Linked DNA regions of Mus musculus: region 2 is linked to region 1. The links are chromatin contacts, called in public HiChIP or PLAC-seq maps. All regions are on one chromosome and are shown on one strand. Each heading gives the region's core, a stretch centred on a gene start, on an enhancer-like site or on the middle of the called end of the contact. The rest is flanking DNA. Distances are from core to core; before and after follow the strand shown. Region 1 holds the start of Samsn1 (SAM domain, SH3 domain and nuclear localization signals, 1). Region 2 holds the start of Usp25 (ubiquitin specific peptidase 25).

The links. HiChIP or PLAC-seq counts read pairs in DNA pulled down with a chosen protein or histone mark.
Region 2: a contact with region 1 is called in an H3K4me3 HiChIP or PLAC-seq map of pro-B cells, with 5 times the contacts expected there. The contact joins the promoter of Usp25 here to the promoter of Samsn1 in region 1. A contact is called at or near these places in 8 of 39 promoter capture datasets (the 3T3-L1 cell line, the C10 cell line, HPC-7-derived erythroid cells and 4 more), 3 of 484 Hi-C or Micro-C datasets (B cells, CD4 T cells and LSK cells) and 4 of 115 datasets of contacts at active chromatin or transcription factors (T-cell acute lymphoblastic leukemia, bone marrow-derived dendritic cells, large pre-B cells and 1 more).

Annotation. Positions count from the first base shown.
Region 1 is chr16:75,906,244-75,911,382 of GRCm38.p6, reverse strand. Samsn1 (SAM domain, SH3 domain and nuclear localization signals, 1) reads left to right here and starts at 2,117. Exons shown (of 8, transcript NM_023380.2): 1 at 2,117-2,253. The coding sequence starts at 2,197.
Region 2 is chr16:77,011,457-77,016,595 of GRCm38.p6, reverse strand. Usp25 (ubiquitin specific peptidase 25) reads right to left here and starts at 2,527. Exons shown (of 24, transcript NM_013918.2): 1 at 2,456-2,527. The coding sequence starts at 2,500.

The DNA.
Region 1 (5,139 bases), core at 868-3,367:
TGGAGTGTGTACTATCTTCATCACCATATATCATGCTCACATCTGGGAGGTAACCAAGGACAATGACAATAGAATGCATTGTTTTGTTTGACTCTTGGAGTTGCTCTCACCACCAATTAAGAACTAGAAGTGTGTTTCCAGTGACTGGCATGGAGGTTTAAGTTAGGGGTTTACGGCAATTTGGAAGAGCGTTAATATCAAATGTTGCATAACTGCATTTCAGCTGAACACACACACAAAATGTTAGTACCAGCAATTTGAATATTCACTGTTTTAGTTGTCATTATAAAAATGTAAACTATAAAAAATTCTCCAAATATAACTTTGATATTTAATATTCATTCATTATCTACAGATAATTTTTGGTGTAAACTATTCTGAAGTGATGGTGCATAAGGGCGGCCCATATTGGCATTAGCTTTGATTCTCAGTGAAACGATCATTTAGGAACTATCACCATTATCCTCCTCACTGAACTGATCAAATTCCACTCCTGAATTAAACTCCCATCCGTTTCACAAAGAGATGGAAGAGTACAAGGAGCACTGATGTCTCAGATAAGAAAATATCTTTTCATGGCTCTTAATTTCTTAGGCGACGGAATAGTTTATTCCCTTGGGTTAACTGAGAACCACCCAGAAAATTTACAGAAAGTCACACTGCTAGGGAATTACCGAGCCTTAGGTTTTCAGGTTGTCTGGTGTTATTCCCCTGTCATTGTTCTGAAAATACTAACCTCTTACTTCTCAAAATTACCCTCCTGCCACTGCAGCTGTTTATTAACTCCAATCCTCTTAAGTGGTTTACCCAATTCTATTGTAGTGCATAAAATACCATTTTGTTCTTGCTAGTTAAGAGGTTTATTGCATAGAAATTGAGTACCCACTACGTTCAATAGCACAGAGTGGGTATTCAATTTAGTATTTAAGCGAATTAGTGAATTTCAGCTGGGACTCCAGGACGAAGGCAGAGAGGTGGGAGGGACAACTGAGAAAAGAGGGCCAGAGCATGATTCTTAGAGAAGCACTTCCTAAAAATATGGTGCTACTGTTTTTAATCTGAGGAGTTTATGAGCAGAAAGTACAAGTTTTCTTGAAGCAGGCCATTTAACCAGAGCCTGCATTTGAAACAATCTGCACAAGCTCATCTGATAAGGGCTTCATTTTTCAAGGAAGTCTGAGCAACCTTCTCTTTTATCTGGATCTCTGGATCTGGCTTTCAGCAAAACCTTTAAGACATATTGGGGCTATTCCAGGCCCACTTAGTAGACACTGGATGCCTTGTCTGGAGAGAGGACTGAGCAGTCGGTAGCATCACCCACCAACCAGGCATTACCAGGGTACAGAGTACGTATACTATGTAGCAGGAAGTGGTTCTTTTATTAATCAGGGGGTTTTAACAATGATATGCTTGCTTTTTCAATGTCACCAATGCCCACTCATCAATATCTGGAGCTAGAATCCTATTACAGTTAGGTACTTTTAATCTATACCCTATTACGGTAGCTTTAGGGAGGATTAATATTATTTAACTTCAAATTGATCGTCATGTAGAAATATACAATTATGTATTGAGAAAGATACAGACATATGTCACATTTAAAAAGTGGGCAATGAAATTGAAAGGTAGGTTCCCTGGAAAATTTGGAAGGAGAAAAATGAAAAGGTGGAAATGATGTAAGTGTATTATATAACCTCAAATAATAAAATATTATAAAAATATAAAATGGAATTCTTTAAATAGTCTCAAACTTTTAAAAATCCACAATATTCTGTTTGATTTCATTTAAAAGGTTCAGATATTTTCCTCTTGTGCCATCTTTTTTAATGTGTTAAATTCTTTTACATAAACTGAGAAAATAAGTTTTGTTTTCCAAACCATTACACCCTTAGTAATTACCGTAGCCATGTCAAAGGTGTGAGCTAAGAATTATATCATAGAATACAGCACCGAGAATACAGTACAGAGTTACCAAATAATTACGGTAAGGAAGGAAAGGAAAAAAAAAAAAAAAAAAAAAAGAAACCTTCAACCAAGCAGACACTGAAGTCACATCCTGACCAGAGGAGGAAGTGTCACATCAGACACTTCCTCAGTGCTATCAGATGCTGGGTATCACGGAGAGCACCCGTGCCTGCTCTCAGTTGTCTCTGTAACAGCAGCAACTGTGCTCACTAGAGGTGGCCAGAATTCAAAATGCTAAAGAGGAAGCCATCCAATGCCTCAGACAAGGAGAAACACCAAAAACCGAAGGTAAGTTTATTTTCTTACAGAGTAAAACTAACCAAATACTGTACTAGAAAGCAACACTTACTTGCAAATGTATAACACAGACACACCAGACACACACACACACACACACACACACACACACACATACCATTTACACATACGCACATATACGTGTATACACACACATACACAAACTCATTCAAGCACACAACACATTCAAACAAACCACACAGTGACATACATCTCTCTCTCTCTCTCTCTCTCTCTCTCTCTCTCTCTCTCACACACACACACACACACACACACACACACACACACACACACACAAGCATACATGCACACTCACAGCCTACATCATCACCCTACTACTTACATGACATTTTATCTGTCACTTCTAAATTAATTTAAGTAGAGGACTAAGTGCATCAAAATACATATGGAAGAATTTGCATACTGATGAGCAATTATGGTCTTCACAATTGTGTATTAGATTCAACCCTTTATGTTGTTAGCTAAGATTGGGTTAGGATAATTTTATGGAACTCTGTTTGGTGGCCTCCACTTAACCATTAATATCATGAATTCTCTGCCTATTTTTCATTCCTTGGTTGTTCAATATCTTACCAGTGTTCTGAAGGAATTATTTTATCTGTTAAATTGTAGATATTTAAAATACATAACAGTAAGAAGACTAAAATGGAGAAATTTTAGGTTAGTTTTTTAAAATTCTTTTTGTAATTTGAATGTTCAGCTATGATATCTTGTAGTAGACATGCATTTTCACATTGTCATTAGAGAGAATTGTGCCCTATTTTGAGAAGACACAAAATTTATAAATTAGTAAATTTGATAAGCCAGTCTTATGTAGTATGTTCTTTTATTCTTTCTCTTGATAACAATTGGCATTAAAAATAATATAGGAAAAGCCAAGTTTACATTCTTATAGAACTTTAAACGTCATTTACTAGTAACATTAATTTCTTTAGTATGAAGTTGTGATGTCAGAAAATTTCTGTCCTGTTTATACATTCCTAACGTTTCTCAAATAAATTCAATCTTTTTGTTGGTGAGATAAATACTAGTGGATTCTTTGTTTTTAAGGAGTTTACACTTTGTCATCAGCTTTTATTTCTCATTGGGAGAGAGACAGTTTGGGGACTGATTTTCCTTCTGAACTGAGTAGGCACAGGACAGTCTTCAACGGTTTAAAACCTTTGGCAAAAGATCTGAAGTAAACTGAGAATTCATTATTTCCAAGTACAGGAAACTAAAACTAGATGATTTTCAACATTATTGTTTCTAATGCAAAAAAAGTCAACAAAGGTTAAACAAGCATCTTAGAAACACATAGTACAAAAATATATTGCACTTTCTGTTTTTTCATTACTAAAATAAAAATTCACAGCAACACATCCCAAAATATCCAAGAAAGGTTTTTCAAAGAATCATTTTTTATTTCTTCATATGATTATATTTGTTGTGAGCTGAGCTCTATCTCAAGTCTCATATGATTGTTTTTTATGTAAAATAGCACTGATTAAATAAAAATATTCAGTTGATCATATTTTGGGAATATTACAAAAATTGATAAAAAGTGGCTTACCTCAAAATTTTTCAAAAATGACACTTGACTATTTCATAAGGACTGTATTGCACATTATATTGTCAGTATATCATTTCACTAAACTGTTTTCAAAATGATCTTTCATTATTGGCAATGGTCTTAATCACAGTAATTACTAGAGTAGATGTGAACTATTGGTCATCTTATTGATGTTTGCATATATAAAATAAAAACACACTCAATGCACCTGAGAAAAAAAATATATCACAAGAAATAGTCACACTGAAGACATATATGGATTTAATTTTTTTGCTGTGACACTAATAGCCCTCCAATTGCTATAATTATGTCTTAGAAACAATTCTTACAAATTCATAGTTTTCAATAGAAAACTTTTGCATATTTCATAAATAAAACATATAATCCATAGGACATGGTAAGAGCACATGATATTCTGATCCTTACACAGATGGCTATTTGAAGGGGTACAAGCTCCCCCACCTATAAGAAGGGAGTGTGACATCTGTCTAGAAAGACACAATAGGGCTAGCAAGCAACTGTCCTGAAATACAGGATGTAACTGTTTATACTGATTATCTATCAGATGATCGTTTCCATATCCTGACCCTGTGCTGTGTGCTCACAAGTATGGAGGGGATTTCCTTGGTTTTATTGTGACTCACCATATGCTACATTTTAAAACTATAAATTAAGGGTTTTGGATAAAGCTGCATGGTCTAGCATCTCTTCTGTCCATAGGTTTAATCCTCTCACACCACACGCAGGAGAAATCTATTATATCTGATATTACCTTAAATAAAAGCTAATGAACTTTTTGTTTAAATAGAACACCCATGGGTACTAAATTATATGGGAGTAAGAAGTTCTTGGATCCTATTAAATAGAAAGATGACTATACATAATTAAAATGTAGCATCTTCTAGTGAAATGGTAAGTTGAGGGTGAGGGTACAGCTCAGTCTATAAAATACTTTCCATGCAAGCATGATGACCTGCAGTAGTTCATCAGAACCTCTGTGAAACTTACAGTGGGGTGTTATGTGTCCCTTAAGCCAGCACTTGGGAGGCAGATACAGGCATAGACCTGGGCATAATGGTCCTGCTAGCCTAGTTAGGAAGACTCAACTAGTGAAAACCACTGTTTCAAATCAAAGACCAAGGCAGACAACATCTGAGAAGGAATAGCACCTGAGATTGTACAGTGGCCTCCACACACACACACATGTACAGACATGTTCAGACACATACCTGCACATGCAGTTGCATGTGCGTAAGTGCATACATGAACACACACAAACACACACACAAAGAAATAACTTGATA
Region 2 (5,139 bases), core at 1,278-3,777, 1.1 Mb before region 1:
AGCAGAGACTACAGGAAGGGAAGACACTGCCCCTTCGAATTACATTGTTGCACCTTACTTAGATTTAAAAAAAAAGAAAAGAAAAGAAAAGAAAAAAGAAAAAAGAAAGAAAAGAAACACAAAGTTTTGTGTACTGTTGCTTTAAAAAGATACTAATCTTACAGCTCTTTACAATAAAAAGGAAGAAAAATCTTGAAAACAGAAAATCATTTCAACAACTATAATGGCCATTTACTTAAAATTTGTCAACAGATCTGCACACTTTTTAGAGAGGAGAAAAAAAAAAGAAAAGAAAAGAAAACTGCAAAAATTCTATCTACACAGCAGCCTGCTCCTGATAGCCCTTCCTTTCCCTGACAGTCTTTGAAGCTTCTAAGTGAAATTAGTTTCACTTTTGTTTCTTAAGTATAGAGTTCACTTCCTACTTCTTAAGGCAAAGTCCTAGCCCTAGTTTCTAGCGTCATTTTAAAACTTCAACTTTGAGTTACATTGTTTCAAAAGAATTTAAAACCATACTGTTTGGCCCTGTTCTAATACTGGTCACAAAATAACAGTGTATTAACAAGGCAAAGGAACACATTTAAAAAACTACAAATGTAGTTCAGTTGGTAGAGTTCTTGGCTAGCATGATGAGGCCCTAGGTTCAGTCCCCAACACCATTAAAAGTAAATATTCTGGGTGTACAAAAATATATGATGTTGCTCTAAAAGCATTCACCAATTATCAGTGAAATGATTTAACATACTCAACACATGCTAAAAACAGCATCACAATGTTAATATTTTGAATTAGAGAATATTCTCTTAGGGGAGAGGAGGCTTATTAAGCATGAATATTGGACTAGAAAACAAAGTTAACTTTCAGTAATTTGATTCTTGATTCTACAGACTTATGTATACAGTTCTGAGCCATCAAGGTAGTTATCTGACTATGCAAAGAAGTGGTTTAGTCAAAACGAAAGACAAAACCCATAAAGTCCTTGCAATCTTGAAGTTTAAGAGAAGCAAAAAAGACAGCAACTTTTCCCACTTTGAGATAAAGACGTTTTAAAATGCAAAATGAGTATAAAGAAAATGCTACTGAGCCTATTGCTTAACATGCCAAAGATCCCATGACCTTCCAACCAAAACTACAGCACACATTCAACATCAACATCTAAAGATTATAGTGTTCTAGGAACAACATACAGAATTGGGAGGCCAACTGTTTTCTTCGTTATTGTTATTCAGTCTTGAATTCTTCTGCCACATTACAAACTACATCACAGTTCACCATAATCGTCTCAATGTGCAAGAAGCATAGACTAAAATAGGCTCCAAAACCAACTTTAACCAAAGTGTCTAAAATAACAATGCACTATCCCTACTTTCCAACATTCTCTGACATCTTTGGTTATCTCAAGGAACATAAAATGCTAAAACTATTTTAATGACAAAAAGAAAAAAACGGGGGGGGGGGGCTGTTTGAAGGTATTGGTCTATTTTTTAGTACAACAGGCCTCACTTTAAAGACAAGCACAGGTAGGCTTTACAGCAAGTACCTAGTGTCAAAACTACAGCAGGGTGTGGCATCCATTACTCACACCGATGAGCCAAAGGAGGCTCTGGCTGTTCACTGTATACCTAATTGCTCCTACAATTAGAATTCAACTAAGCCAACATTTCCCCGGTGCTCAAAATGCTTTTCACACCAATAAGGGGGGAGGGGGGAGGGCAGAACAAGTAATGACCGTCTGCTCTTCAGGACATGGAGCAAGCTATGCTGGAGCTTTTAAAGATTCTTAAAGTAAAACCTAGAACTAGCAAGATACTGTTCGAGAAACAATATGTGATGACCCCCCTAACTCTGCGTGAAACTGATGCTAGAGTAAAGAACGAACAAGAGAGCAAGGTCAAACTTAGGGGACAAAAGATTTGAGTAACAGCCATAAAGGTCTCCTTACGCGCGAGATACTTTCTAGATCCAAGAGAGAATAAAATAAAGAAAAGAAAGAATAACCAACCAAACACTCTACTTGTACAGATTCCACCCTGGGTCGATGCGATGTACCTGCCCTGGAAGACAGGTAATTCGTTTTGGGGAGGTCCGGTTTTTTTTTCCCCAGAACAGCAGGCCTGGCACAATAAGACCTCCGAAAGAGAAACTGTCCAAAAGGGGTGACAAGTGACATTCTTGCAGAAGAAAAGGGACTGGAAAAGGAAGCGAAGGAGAAGAAAGTTTAATTACAAAGCCTGGCAGAGTGAGTACTGGAGGAATGCGGGGGTCACTCTGGGGACGCGGCGCCGTCGGTTCTGGGAGAGCAATCCGCAGAAGGGAGTGGACGCGAAGCCTCTCACTACTGCACACCCCGCTCCGCACGCAGCCCCGCGGGACCGAGCGCGACGCTCCCGGAGTGGCCCGGCCGGCCGGGAGGCCACGCGGCCCGTCGAGGAGCGGCGACCAGCCCGCGCCTCACCTTCTGCGCCGCGCTCTGCTGCAGCACATTCTGCTCCACGGTCATGGCCCCCGCGGCGGCCCCGCCTGTCGCGCTCTACCGGGCCCGGGGCAGCGACGCGGACGGCCCGGGAGGACGGCGCCCCCGCCAGCCGGGCGCGAAGGCGATGGCGGCGGGCGAACGCGGGCCCCGCGGGCAAGCGGCGAGACGCTACCGGAGAGCGCCACCGCGGCCGCCTCAGGTCCTCTGCGCCCCGATCCTCAGCGCCGCTGAGCCGCGGCGGCCCGGCCCATGGGCGCAGGCGACGGAGAGCACGATCAAGCCGGGCCGCGTCACGCGTTCGCACTCAGCTTCGCCTGACCGCTCCGGGGGGACCACTGCGGGCCGGCGGCAAGCGGACGGAGGGAGCGGCCACCCGGAATGGCGCTGTCCTCCGGCCGCCGCGACTCCGCCTCCAGCCCCTCCCTCGCCGCGGTCACCGCCCCCGCCCCGCCCTCCTGCCCCGCCCCCGCTCTGCCCCGCCCCACCCGTCCTAACCCTACATTGTGACCCGCGGGAGCGGAAGGAGGGGCTGTGTTGCTGCCCCGCCCCCTGGTGGGCCCCGCCCTCCGTCTAAGCTCCTCTCAGCGCGCGGGCTGGACGGCCAGAACCGCCCATCCTGCAGGTTACTGTGCACCATTTAAGGCTCTTGCTAAACTCTGACATTGCGACCCCCCGACCCCCAGTCGAGGCTAGAGCCATAGGACGGTATACCAGATCACCTTCCTGTCTAACGGTCTCCAAAACAATCAACGTCCTTCCATACCTGTAATGTCCCAAAACCTGGGCGGGCCCAGAACTCCAGCTATTTCCTATGTCACCCAAGCCTTTCTAGGAATTTCACAAGCCATGAACCTGCTGGAAGAAAAAAGTCAAATAAGCAGAACGCTGTTAGAAGTCCTTCTGGACTGTACTTTTCTCAACTATTCGTTACATACATCAGGACTGACATTCTGTGTTTATTTCATGCACTGGAATGTGTGACAGTCACTGCTAGACTGGGGATTTAAGGTTTATTTACTGAAGAGAATCTAAATGAATAGACATAAGGCAAACAACATTATGAAAGAATCACTGCCTAGATGATGCATAATTCTAATATCCCTGTTGCCAAATTAAACAAACGATTAACTACCGTATGTGGAATAGTCTACTGTAAACGGAATTGGAGGAAAAGCCTAACAGTAAGTAAGAAACCTGGAAGTAAAATATCTTCAATTGCACCAGCTAAACTAGGGACAGAGTAAGACCGAGACCCAGGGGAGGGTAGATTAATGAGCACAGGGTTACAAATACAATAATACAGTGCACATACAAGTTAGACTGTAATTTAATCCACGGCAAGAAAAGCAGGCTTGGTAAAGAATCCAAGAAATACCAGGTCTTATATCATCATAATAACTCGGAAAAAGTCTTGTAATAACTCTTTGTACTTTATAACCACATCTAATCTTCCTTTGGGATGTCTTCAACCCTCTTTTGTGATTCCTTCCTTGTATTTGTCATGTTCGTTTGACAAATTTTAAATTTTGACTTCATTCATGGTCCTAAATCCTTGACTACAAAGGTTGTGAAATGATTGGAGGTGAGGAATTTTATGGATACTGCAAGAATTCCAGAGCACATGCTGTTTATGAGAACACAGACCCGGAGAGCACGTGTCTGAGAATGGACCTCAGAGCTACGTTTCCACAGTTAGAGACCTCAGCGCTGTAACTTCTCATTCACAGAGTAGCTTTGTGATTCTCCACAGGGGAGAGAGTTTTACAAGGTCATTTTCTTCCATTCAAAAGTACAAAAATTACCTGAGATTTGAGATACTGCTCACTAGTAGTAAGCATGGAAGCACATAGCTACACATTTGATCTTCAGGACCACTGCTTTTAAAAAGTTAAAAATTAATGTGAAAAAACTATTACAATGGTTTTTTTTTAAATCTATTGCCAGATATTCAACTTTAACTTCAGGAATTTGGTAGTACAATAATTCCCCAGAGTTTCATTATTTAGTCTTAGTTTTAAAATCTTTAGTACCTACCTAGTAGATAAAAGTTTAATAGCCCACCTAGAGATTTAATTTCCAGCTCATTTCTGAAGATTTCTTACTCATTCAATGATTTTTGGCACACTGTCAATTGTCCAAGTATATGATTTTGAGATAACTTATTTGTAGGTTAACTTATATGTGTTTCTTTTTTAAAAAGATTGTAATTGGAATAATTGGAGAGCAGAAATTTGTGAATTAACATAAATTAGTACAAAAGCCCGTTTTTGAGAATTTGCGTATCTGTCAGCTTTGCTGCTCATGTATTTAGACCTTTGTCGTGTATTTAGAGGCTTTGAAAGACCTGGTAGCTGGAACTGTAGAGTCACAGAATATTGCATATGAACTCGTACCCTACTACATTACATGATTGATATTCGGTGAAAAATTATATGAAATACAAATCAAGTGTTTACTCATGATATAATCTGAGGATTTCTCAGGGCATACTGACTTAAGGTCCACGGTGACAGGATTGGGAATTGAGGCCTCAGGAAAGGTGAATAAGGTATAAAAATTCTACCATCGTGAATTAATTAATAATGAGTGAATATCAAAAGAGTATTATGAACAAACAAAATCCTTCCTCTCTTGTCACATCTTGTGCACGCGCGTCTCACACA